Linked DNA regions of Mus musculus: regions 1, 2 and 3 are each linked to region 4. The links are chromatin contacts, called in public Hi-C maps. All regions are on one chromosome and are shown on one strand. The core of a region is the stretch at or near the end of the contact, and the rest is flanking DNA. Distances in the headings are between cores, read along the strand shown. Region 1 overlaps Rora (RAR-related orphan receptor alpha). Region 2 overlaps Rora (RAR-related orphan receptor alpha). Region 3 overlaps Rora (RAR-related orphan receptor alpha). Region 4 overlaps Rora (RAR-related orphan receptor alpha).

Region 1 (2,700 bases), core at 133-2,632, 510 kb before region 4:
CAGAGCGGTCCTTTCAGAGCAAAGCTTTTGTTCTTCTCGTTCCTTCTCATTGGCTTTTTCAAATTTGCACACTGCTAATTAATTTATCAGTGCACCTCCCCTACCTCCTCAGGGTCTCAGTTAGCCTAGGCTGGCTTCAAACTTGCTCTATAGCAGAGGATGCCTTTGAACTCTTGGTCCCTGACGTCTAACTGCACCTCCTGCACAGTGTGGTTACATATGCCATCATGCCTGAGATTACACCTGGCTCTTCATGCATGTCAGGCAGGCATTGTGCCGACGGGGCTCCAGCTCCAGCCCAGTTACAAATATTCTCTGAGAATGACTCTCGAACCAAGGCCCAGGGCCAAACACCCTATGCTTCTGAAGGTGTGGAGGGAGGGAGACTCACAGCAATGACTTCAAATGTGGGGTTGTTACAATGGACCATCCCAGTAGCTTATAAAGGGACCTAAAGGCAGCAGCTGAGATGGGGAAAACCATTTTTTCTTCTTCTTGATGGTGGTGAGCAGTTTGCCTTAGGCTAACCTGAATAACTGGGTCAAAGGTTTGTGGGACCCTTGACATCACACAGCAGAGCTCCTAAGCTATCTGCTAACCTGACAGGTAGCTGCCATCTCTGTCACTGTTAGGACACCACAGCCCACGTTCAATTGAAATAGTAACAATGACAAAAATGTGGAGCAAGGACTCCAGGGCTCGCTTAACACAGTCCACAAGCCAGGGAGTTATTAACTAGTGGATGAATTGGAATCAAGTGTCATTTGAATTAATGTGGGTTGTGTCTACCGAGAAAACAGCTGCTAAACTGGGGGAGATTAGTCACAAATTCTTTAACCGTGTGTCGAAATGGCCAGTGGGCCTTAGGGTTTGAGCTCACAAGTGGCAGCCCCAAGAAGGACTTTTCCAGGCACACTGTCATTTGTCCCAGTCCAAATGTGGCCATTTTTCCTTTTCTGCAAGCAAGCTCAAAAATATCCCTAGAAAAAAGGCAGAGCGATGGAAAATAGTATAGTTCTTGTGAATACTTTCAGTGGCATCTTTTACACCATAAAAAAGGATTCCTCCCCTTGGCCTTGCCCCGCCCCCGCCTCCACTGCTCAGTTTCTAAAGACAAGGTCTCGTTGTGCCTCTGCCTCACCTTGAACTCTATGAATCGAAGAGAGGTCCTGACCTCCTGATCTTCTAGCCTCCGCTTCCCAAGTGCTAGGATTTCAGGCATGGGCTACCATACTCGGCTCAAAGGCATGTAGCTTTAGATGGCCCATCTACATGTAAGGAGGGGTAGAGCCATGACGGTTCGACAGAACCTCCATATCAGTTATGGCTGAGCTTTCCAAACCCCCACCACCCGGTACATCCTTCTTCTGACCCCATGGTTGTGTAACGCAGCTTGGCCCATCCTGGAAACAGCTCAGCATGACTACAGTGACAGTCCCAAGCTCCCCTGTGAGCAAATGTTTCACTTTGGGGATTTTTGGAATGGCAGGTGAAGTGAGAACCCTCCTGAGATAAGTTTATGTCACTGAGAGTCACCATTCCAGGTCATTCTGGGCAGGAGTTCCTCTCTCTGTCTCCTTGAGTCCGCTGGACAGTGTTAGGAGAGCAATGATTCTGACACACTCTAACATGTGTGGGATGCAGAACAGGGAACCTGGAAGGCTAACAAGAATCTCATGGCTATAGATGCCCCTAGGTTACAGCAGGCAGGCGAGCCACCTATGAACACCTTCATCATCCACTCCCTTGATTTTCTGGAAGAAGAAAATGAGGGGTCCCTATTCTCTTCCACAGAGATCACTGGCACTGTCTTCCACACCAAAATGAGGACTGGTCTTTAATACACTCATGCTGACATCACAGAACACTTCGAAATCTTTCTTTTGTAAATGCTGAGTGCCGACCAGAGGAGAAGGACATTGCTGGCTCCTTTCTGGCCCTCCCTCCCCACCCCTGGAAAGGAAAGGAGCCTGGGACTTTTTTGGTGGTTGATGTTAATTTTTCCAGGGCATTAATGACTGGGTGTTCTAGACCATCATGTCCTTTTGCAGAAGGAGCACAGCCACTATGAAGAAAAGACCGAGACATTGCAGGAGGTGGAGGCAACTCCAGAAAGGATTGCTCACAAATGTTTTGGCAATGCTGACATTGTTGGCACAGATGTTTGGCTGTCCTAGCTGATTGACTGGTTTGAAGGGACAAAGTTCATGGGAAGGGATGCTTCCTGGTACATTTGTTAAAATACAATCAGCCCTGTCTCCTAATAACATCCAAAACTTAGAATGAGACCCTGCGTCATATTTTTTTTCCCTCCTGACAATACTGTTCAATGAGGGCGGACTTGGTGGAAATTCTGATTTTGTTACCCAGTGCCACTGATTAAAAGACACTTTCTGATGTTATGCCCTGAAATAAACCAACTTGTTTGCTGAAACTACCTACACACAAATTAGAAAATTATATGACAGCCAGTTTCTACAGCCTGCAGCCGGGGACATAGGTTATTAGGACAAGCAGACGTCGGCAGGGTTTCTGGTTTCGCAGTAAAAGAAGATGACTTGAAAGGACTCAGTGGTTTTGATGTTCTTCTGAAATGAAAACCCTTCACGAGGGCATAGCATTGGGCTGTCATTAATGTCAGCCATGCGAAGACACTGTCTCCATGGGAGCTACAGTCATCTCCCAGCTGAGACCTCAACT
Region 2 (2,864 bases), core at 197-2,696, 360 kb before region 4:
AAGGGCACAGGAGATGGCTCAGTTTGTAAAGGTACATGCAACTAAGCCTGAAGAGGAGAGTTCAATCCCCAGGACCCTCATGGTAAGAGAGAACCAACTCTAGTTGTCCTCTGACCTCTGCACATGTGCTGTGGTATATACACACATGCATGTGCACAAACACACACACACACACACACACACACACACACACATTTAAAGAAACATTCCTTTATCTTTATTTATGGAAATAATTTCATCCTCTCTTCTTTAAATTCTTGTTTGTAATGAGGTCTTAGTCTTTCAAATCTTGACTTTGTCAACTAGGATAGGTCTTAGGAACATAGCTTAGTTTGTACTGGAATTTGTTATGTCCCAGTGAAAGAAGCATAAAACCGCAAAGGGGGGGGGGGTTGGGATATCCAAAATGCAATTTTCAGAATGTGTCCCTGTCACTGGGGAATGTGTGACCACAGTGCCCCCTGCAAACATCTCGATTTTCCTACTTGTGTTCCAAAGCTGCTGCCACATGACCTAAGTATTCCCAATAATCTTCGAGTGATGACGTTGGTACTGTCCCTCTTGACATGGATGAAACCCATGCCTCAGTTTCCAAGGTAACAACCTAAAAAACAAGTCACCCCAGAGGCCATAACTGGTAAAGCTGGAAGCTTTGAACCCAGACACATGGAACATTCCGGCTAAGTCAGCTTCCTCTTGACTTTGAATATTCCCCTTAACACTCCATATTTCATGTCCTGTTCGAAAGGGCGCTTTGAATGCAGCTTGAAAAGTGACAGGGAAGGAGCAGGCAAACTTTCAGAATTTTATCACCAGTAATGAAAGCAGAAGTGACTCACCAGAGCAAGTGAGACTCAGCCAGGGGTCTCAGCCACAGAGCCAGCCAGCCCCAGATAACAGGTGTGGCCTCTGGGACCACTGGACTGCAGATGAGCCACTGGGCTGCAAAGAATTCCTTCACTTTGGCACTGATATGAGTCCTTTTTCTTCTTCTTCTTCTTCTTCTTCTTCTTCTTCTTCTTCTTCTTCTTCTTCTTCTTCTTCTTCTTCTTCTTCTTCTTTCTTCTTCTTCTTCTTCTTTTTCTTCTTCTTCTTCTTCTTCTCCTTCTTCATATTATTATTATTATTTACTATGTAGAGTCTTAGAGCCTTACTGTGAGCCATCATTTTATTATAGTTTTATAATGACAGGAAGATACTGTATGGGTGGAATTGTCAACTGCTACTTCTTCTCATGGAGGCATTCAAAGTAAAAGGCTCCTTTATCTCCAGGAGTCGTCCTCTCCTAATGGGAATAATTCTTTTAGCCTGCACTCAGTATGCAACTAAAGAGTAAAGTATCAAAAAAAAAAAAAGAGTAAAGTATCAAGCACTGGGTGGGTCCTGTGGGAATAGGTCCTCCCAGCTGGCCCTCCCAACATTTGATTCATTGACCAGAGTTCTACTTTCTTTCTGCTTAGGGAAAAAAAAAAAAGGACATTCCTGAGAAATTAAGTTAACTATTAGCCAAATCCCCACAAGCTGCTGGCTTGGATTACATAACAACTCTGTAATTCCAGCAGCTAAGAACAGGAAGCCAGCACATTCTCAGATTTCTCCCACTCCTCTCTCTCTCTCTCTCTCTCTCTCTCTCTCTCTCTCTCTCTCTCTCTCTCTCTCCATGTATGTGCATGCACTGTGTATGTGTTCCTGTGTGTGCATGTGTTTGTAGAAGCCACGGATCAGTCTACAGTGTCATTCCTTGGACACTGTCTGCCTTTTAAATTTTACTTACTGTGTGTGTGTGTGTGTGTGTGTGTGTGTGTGTGTGTGTGTGTGTGTGAGTCCTCTTGTGCATGTCTGTGCCATGTTGTGATCCTGTGTAAGTTAGAGCCTACAGGAGTTGGTTCCCTCCTTCCACTATGTGGGTCCTTAGGATTGAACTCAGGTTGTCAGGCAAGTGTCCTTATTCACCGAGCCACCTCCCTGGCCTTGCCTAGCTTTTAACGACAGTTTCTCACAGAGTGGGCATTAGTCCAGGAAGCTAGAGGGCTGGCTGTCGAACCTTGGGGGTCCTCCTGGGTCTGCCTCCTCAGCCCATGGCCCCACTCCTGGCTTCATTATGTGAGTGCTGCAATCAAACCCAAGCCCCCATGTTTGCATTCAACTCATTGAGCCTTCTCCAGCCTATTTCTCAGATTTCTGCTCATTTTCCTGTCCTTTTTTTCTGCCTACCCTTCTCCCAGCCCCAGCTCCTCCTGCCTTAAGCAGCCTAATGGGCTCTTATTTATTCCTAGACTTTTTTTTTTTTTTTAGAGCTGTGAGATGCATCCTTTTATACTACATGATAGCCTGGCTTCACTGAATACCTGATGTCTGTGACTCTCATCTGAGCCACAGAACATTCTCAGAGCCCAGACTCTAGAACGTGCTCTGGCAATCATTCATGCACCAAACTGTTGTTCCAGGACCACGGAACACATTATTTCTGCTGTGGAAGAAAATGGTGAGGGGAAGCTAGGGCAAAGGTAAGACCTGGTTGTCCTAAAATGGATAGAACCAGAGAGGCAGCTTTATTCCCCAGGGATTGAGTCTGGACTCCTCTGGGTTTGGAACTAAATTGATGTAACACGAGCCAGCTCTCTCTTTAACCTGAGACGACTAGGTAAATCCGACCTGCTTCTGGGGTGGGGAACCAGCATGGGAAACTGGTTCCTGGGTTTCTAAAAGATTTGTACCAGTAGAAAAGTGGGGATCTCCCGGTTTCTAGGGGTGACTATCTGTTCTCACTTACAAGCAGCTGCCAGGCTGAAAAGGAGGAGATGTCCCTTCCAGTGAATTAGCAACGACGCCTACTATCATGGCGCTACCATCATGGCGCTTTC
Region 3 (2,813 bases), core at 218-2,717, 400 kb before region 4:
GTTCTAATTACAGAGGCAGCTTCAAGAACCCCGAGCTCAGTTGCCACTAGGGTGCTGTGGCTGTTCAAAGGCTTCCATGCTGTAAATTCTGGAGAAGGTGATGTTGGAAGACAGGGATGGAAGCTGAAATCGTAACTCACCAGATGATCTTTTCCATTGTTCCCAATGAGGAAACTGCTGCTTATCCTCAGTTTCAGTGTCATCATAGCTATGCATGGTGGCTTTGGTGGCACACACCTATAATCCCCAGTACACAAGATGCAGAAGCGGGAGGATTGATGCAAGTCCTAGGCCAGCTTGGGTTGCATAGTGGTCTCAGAAAGCCAAAAACAACCACCACCAAAGAGGTCAGTCAGTTTGTCCATGGAGTTTTCGCTGAATCCTCTGGAAGGGCAATTTTTCCTCTTCTGAGCGTCCATATTTCTCAGTGTATGGGCATTTCTATTATAATTCATGTCATACGTTATCACCTGTTTGGGTTTTTTATCTTTAACACATGGGGGTCGTGGTGTCACCTTTGAATTCCCAGGGCCCAGAGAGAGCCATGACAATCATGTTGAATTAGATCTGAGCAGACATGTTCTCAAGGGGAGATTAAAGAGTGGCTTGCTATTTCAGGAAGAGCAACGGCTAAGCCTGAGCTTCCCTTCTCCCTTCCAATAACCTGTGACAATACGTTTCTCTTCCCATGTCTAGGTATTGATTTGGAAGAATCCATTGCTCCCCGGAAACAAAAAGCGATGTAATTGCTGCTTGTTTGTTTCTTTACTTCCTGCGCCAAAGTCACGGTGACAGGGCTGGATTGCGCATGGGGTGTGGGTGTCAGAAACTGGAAAACCTCACCCTGCCTGGCCTGTCTGGCTCGTATGCTTGGGCAAGTCACATAGCTCCTCTGGGACTCCGTTTCCTCACCCAGTGGTAATGACTAGCTTCTCAGGGTGGCAGCAGCACTTAATTAAGGACCGAGAAGGAGACAAAGACTAGAAATCACAGCATCCACGCAGGCATGTTCTTCCACATGCATTTTTGAACCAGGTAACTGGTGGTAGGAAATATTTATGATAGAAGAAGAGTCTAGCAAGAAGTGAAATTAGCCATTTCCATTTAAAATTTACTTGGGTGGTGTGGCCTTGAAGGCCATGTGGTTGTTCCATTAGTTCTAGTACATTCCATGACCACGACTGCTAAACTTCCTATGTACACTGTACTAACTCTAGGCTCCATTTCTGTGCTTCCTAGGCGTTTCTCTATGGTCCCTTTGTGCTTAGATTTGCTTCGTGAGCTTCTTCCTTTAGTCTCTGCACTCCCGAAACATGCTCAGGTTCAGACTCAGGAGGTGCCACACAAGCTTGGAGGCCTGAACCAGGAGAGAGTGCACCTGGTTGTAAAGCCAGCAACGCTGTGTGGACTTGGGGATCCCGCCCCTTTTTCCTTGGTCAAACCTTGGCATAATCACTTAGCAGATTCATTGCTAACTGTTCATTGCTAGCAGTTATTGCACAAACCGAGCAAAGGGCCCATGGTCCTGAGTGAGGCAAGAGTGAGAAGGCAAGAATGGAAATCACGTGAGAACAGTGGGTGGAGCTACAACCTTCAAATTCTCATCCTTGCTGTGGTACTGTCTGTGTTTTGATCGCAGAGGTTTTTCCAAGGAACAAAACTTTTCAGAAAGAGAAAGGCTTTAGAAATTGCATTAGGTCCAAAACGTACTTGAAAACATCACGTGGGGTGTTTTCGAAAGGGGAGTCCACACTGGGGAGGCCACCCATTATTTAAATAGAGACTTATCTGTGTTCAAGCCTACCCTCACTGGGCATAGCCAAAGCATCAGCTTCTGCCTACCATAGCTGTCCTCAGGACCCGTGGGCTCATACTCCAGAGGCAGGTGGGTTGACCTCAGGGATCAGGGGAGGAGGAGGAGGAGGAAGAAGAGGAGGAGGAGGAGGAGGGAGGTAGGTATTGCAGGTTGCCAGGGCAGGTGGCTGTGGAGAGAGGTGTGTAGTCACCGAGTCTTATATAATGGGGATGGGGAACAGAGACCAGAGAGGATGACTTTACCGGAGGCAGATGCTGGGAGGAGTTAGCACAACAGACCAGTGTCTCCTTTGTGTACAAGGGAGGATGTGGGTGTCTTCTGAATACAGTCCTGATAGAGGTTGGGTAAATTAAAACTTTCGTGTGCATTCCACTTGCTTTTTGTGTAATAGTATCTGAGTGTGCGTGCCCACGAGTGAGCATGCACATGGAGGCCAGAAGCTGACACTGGGTGCCTTTCTCCGTCACTTACCACCATACGTTTGAGATGGAGTCTTTCACTGAGCCGGGAGCTCAGTGATTCAGCTGGCCAGCACCACTCCAAGGAGCCTCCTGTCCTTGCCCCTGCCCCTAGTTCCTTCCACTCCGCTTTAAACACGTGAAAACATTCAGGCCTCCTGGCCTCAGTAGAACTCACTGTGAACTTTGACGGGGGTCAGAGGAGCCTTCATCTCAGGCTGCGGAGGCTTTATCTGAAATGCAGGCAATCAGGAGTGTGCAGGATTTCTGATATTTTGGGCATATTTGCATATACTTATAAATAGGTAATTCTATACAGCAATTTTTAAAATGTGCCTGCCTTTCTATCTCAATGAGGTCAGGTGTAGAACATTCTAGATGTGGCAGGCTGTGCTCCAGAGGTTTTGGGCTTTGGGCTTAGTAGAGATGCTTAGATTATATCATTTCTTAACTTCATTTTGTTCTTAATTTTTATGATTTCTTTTTTAGATTAATTTAGTGTGTGTGTGCGCGCGCGTGCACGTGTGCATGTATACACA
Region 4 (2,729 bases), core at 35-2,534:
AGCTCTGTATAGCCACCATGTGGCTCTGATGGTTCACTCATGCGTGATTCAGTGACAACTCTCATGATGTTTTGGTCACCTTTGGCTGTGGACCTGGTACCCAGGAAAAATCAGAGACCCAAGAAAGAGGCAGAGCGTCAGCCTCAAAGCCAGGGATGCACACACAGTCTTCCATAACGTCTCCTGAAAACCAAATTCTTCTTTCTTTGCAAAGGAGCCACAGACAGACAACACAGCTGACAGTTATTTTTGTTGCCAGTAGAATGAAGGCGACTTAGACTTCATTTGTCCCCTTAGCAATTGTTCCTTTAGCGGAATATATGTGTTGTGGCATTTTCTTAGGGATGGTTTCCTTTAGAAAAATTCAGTCCTTGTGAAAAGCAGAGTCGGAGACATTTTATTTCGGTCATTTTCAGCAAAGCTGAATCTGTCCTTTTCTTTAAATGGAAACTTTTCAAAATCAAGTAGACCCCATTTCGTTTTTATCCCAAAGCTGCTGGTTGGGGGGGGGGAGGGTAGGATTGGAAAACTGTACTTTGTCTCAAGAATTTAGACTGAGGATGAAGATGGGAGGGAGACCTGCAGAGGCCGGTGGTTAGAGGCCATCAGCATCTTCATCCTCAGTGGCCGCTCTTATACTTGCCCAGGCTATGTTTGAGAAGAGAAAAGGGCACGGAGGGAAGATTTTTGCTAAGAGCTCCTGTTTTCCACACAAGGGTTCTCCCAGATGCACAGCAACGTGCATTAGCACAGACGCCAGGCATCATCCTAAGAAGCAAGCAGATCTGATGTCTTCTCTTAGAGAGTTGGAGACCGGGGTGGGGGGGCAATGAGAAGGGTAAGGGTCAGGCTTGGAGCTCACAACCCAGCCAGGCACATCGAAAGCAGTTGCGTCATCCTACCTTCTCCAGAGGCTGAGGTAGATGGGTCTGAAGTTCAAGACCAGCCTGCACAACTTAGTATCAAAGACAGAAAACAGACAACCAGAGGGCTAGGGTGAATGCTTTAATGGTAGAGTGACTGTCTAGTGTGTAAAATGGCTAACAATACTGCCTGACCATCTCCTTCAGTTGCTTCTGAACTGGGAGTTTGAATCCACCCTTTCTCTAGGGAACTTTGACATCAGTGTGGTTTGAGGGTCAGTTCTCATGAGCTCCTTTCGTCTCAGTAGTTTATGAGGTAAATGTGCAGGGCTTTACTAAGTGACCAGGGCCAGTGTGAGGACTGGTATTCCTTCCATGGCTAATATTTACAGAGCACCTTGCCTGTGTAGCAGAAAATCAATCCTTCCAAAGTAAACACACTGGCCATGCTTGCTTGCCTTGCCAGCAAACTGGCCACACCTTGCAGAGGTTGGCTAGTCAAGGTGTTCCCAGTGTTGAGCTTGGATCCCGGGCCCAGTTTAGATCCACTATATAAACTCAACCACAGAAAGAACAAGGCGTCTCAAAAGGTTCACCTGGAAGCCTTAGAGATGGCTGAATTGGTCACATTCTTTGCTGCAAAACTATCAGAACCTGAGTTTGGATTGGCAGCAACCAAATAGAACTGTCAAGTATGGTGACATGGGTTGATAACCATACTGCTGGTGGGCAGGGGGAGGGGAAGCAGACAGATCCCTGGAGCTCACTGGCTGCCCAGTCTAGCTGAATCCATAAGCTTCAAATTCTGTGAGAGACCCCATCCCAAAACACAAGGTGGAAATCTATTGAGAAAAATACCTCACTTTGACTTCTGCCCTTCACAAATGCATGCCAAGGGGTCACACTCTTATATCCATGTAGATCCATGTCTACACACACACACACACACACACACACACACACACCTTCATCTGAATTTTCCAAGCAACTGTTTTCCACAAAACCTACAGGCAGAAAAATCACAATGCCCCTGAACTTTGATCATATACCCACATTCCTCTCCTGTATTTTTAGAACCACCTCAGCAAAAGCACAAACTGTCACTGCCGATGTCCATACGTAACAAAAGCAGCCAGCATGGTCTGAGAAATGTTTTCAGAGGAAACTAGTTTTAAATAATTAACCACAGCGCCTAGCCTCCACTCCTCACAGGCTGATTAATGTCTCCTGACAGGTGAGATTCCTTCACAGGAGGCTGCAGTTCCTGTTTGTTCAAGGTAACTGCTGCTATTGAAGTAGATTTTCATTAAACACACCACCTTGGAAACCCCTGCTCCTTGGAAGAAACAAACCCACCACATGGAGCCGTTAGTTTTCAGTTCATTTAAATGAAAAAAAAAAAAAGTTAGGTTTAAAATAAAACTAATGGAGAAAATAAGAAGCTAGAAAATGAACGCATTAAGAATGGACACCAGTGCTAGGCTGGAACCGTCAAGTAGCTTATGTGTCAGGTGTGTGTGTGTGGGGGGGGGGTGTATGTGTGTGTTGGGTGTGTGTATAGGTATGGGTACGGGTATATGGGTGTTTGTGTGTGTATGGGTATGTGTATGGGTGTGTGTATGGGTGTTTGGGTATGTGTGTATGAGTGTGTATATATGGGTAAGTGTGTGTGTGTGTAACAAGACAGGATCTCTGGAAATCACTCCTCATGAAGCCTCCACTTTTACTTTTAGACAGGGTCTCTCATTAGCCTGGAACTCACCAGGCAAACTATCTAATTAGTGAATCGCAGAAATCTACCTGTCTACACCTCCTCTTGGATTACAGGTGTGCATCACCATGTCTGGCTTTCAGGTAGATTTTTAA

What was found. A called contact is a pair of places that touch in the nucleus more often than the background predicts.
Region 1: a Hi-C map of liver shows a contact between it and region 4, with 3 times the contacts expected there. The contact joins two enhancer-like sites. A contact is called at or near these places in 1 of 484 Hi-C or Micro-C datasets (liver) and 2 of 115 datasets of contacts at active chromatin or transcription factors (embryonic basal ganglia and kidney).
Region 2: a Hi-C map of liver shows a contact between it and region 4, with 4 times the contacts expected there. The contact joins two enhancer-like sites. A contact is called at or near these places in 3 of 484 Hi-C or Micro-C datasets (all in liver), 1 of 115 datasets of contacts at active chromatin or transcription factors (fibro-adipogenic progenitors) and 1 of 9 other capture datasets (adipose tissue).
Region 3: a Hi-C map of liver shows a contact between it and region 4, with 2.9 times the contacts expected there. The contact joins two enhancer-like sites. A contact is called at or near these places in 2 of 484 Hi-C or Micro-C datasets (liver and nephron progenitors).

Annotation. Positions count from the first base shown.
Region 1 is chr9:69,331,448-69,334,147 of GRCm38.p6, reverse strand. All of the region lies in intron 2 of Rora (RAR-related orphan receptor alpha), which reads right to left. Among named protein-coding and RNA genes, the nearest start is that of Gm46153, 27 kb to the right of the region's middle. Within about 2 kb of position 1,382, at least 17 of the 459 cell types and tissues checked have an H3K27ac peak or open chromatin away from gene starts, as enhancers often do. A contact at or near this core is called in liver, where this site is marked.
Region 2 is chr9:69,180,248-69,183,111 of GRCm38.p6, reverse strand. The region is part of intron 1 of Rora (RAR-related orphan receptor alpha); the gene reads right to left. Among named protein-coding and RNA genes, the nearest start is that of Gm46153, 120 kb to the left of the region's middle. Within about 2 kb of position 1,446, at least 24 of the 459 cell types and tissues checked have an H3K27ac peak or open chromatin away from gene starts, as enhancers often do. A contact at or near this core is called in liver, where this site is marked.
Region 3 is chr9:69,228,790-69,231,602 of GRCm38.p6, reverse strand. All of the region lies in intron 2 of Rora (RAR-related orphan receptor alpha), which reads right to left. Among named protein-coding and RNA genes, the nearest start is that of Gm46153, 75 kb to the left of the region's middle. Within about 2 kb of position 1,467, at least 7 of the 459 cell types and tissues checked have an H3K27ac peak or open chromatin away from gene starts, as enhancers often do. A contact at or near this core is called in liver, where this site is marked.
Region 4 is chr9:68,824,621-68,827,349 of GRCm38.p6, reverse strand. All of the region lies in intron 1 of Rora (RAR-related orphan receptor alpha), which reads right to left. Gm31262 (a long non-coding RNA gene) reads right to left here. Exons shown (of 2, transcript XR_379583.4): 1 at 1-2,729. Among named protein-coding and RNA genes, the nearest start is that of Gm31262, 2.6 kb to the right of the region's middle. Within about 2 kb of position 1,284, at least 23 of the 459 cell types and tissues checked have an H3K27ac peak or open chromatin away from gene starts, as enhancers often do. A contact at or near this core is called in liver, where this site is marked.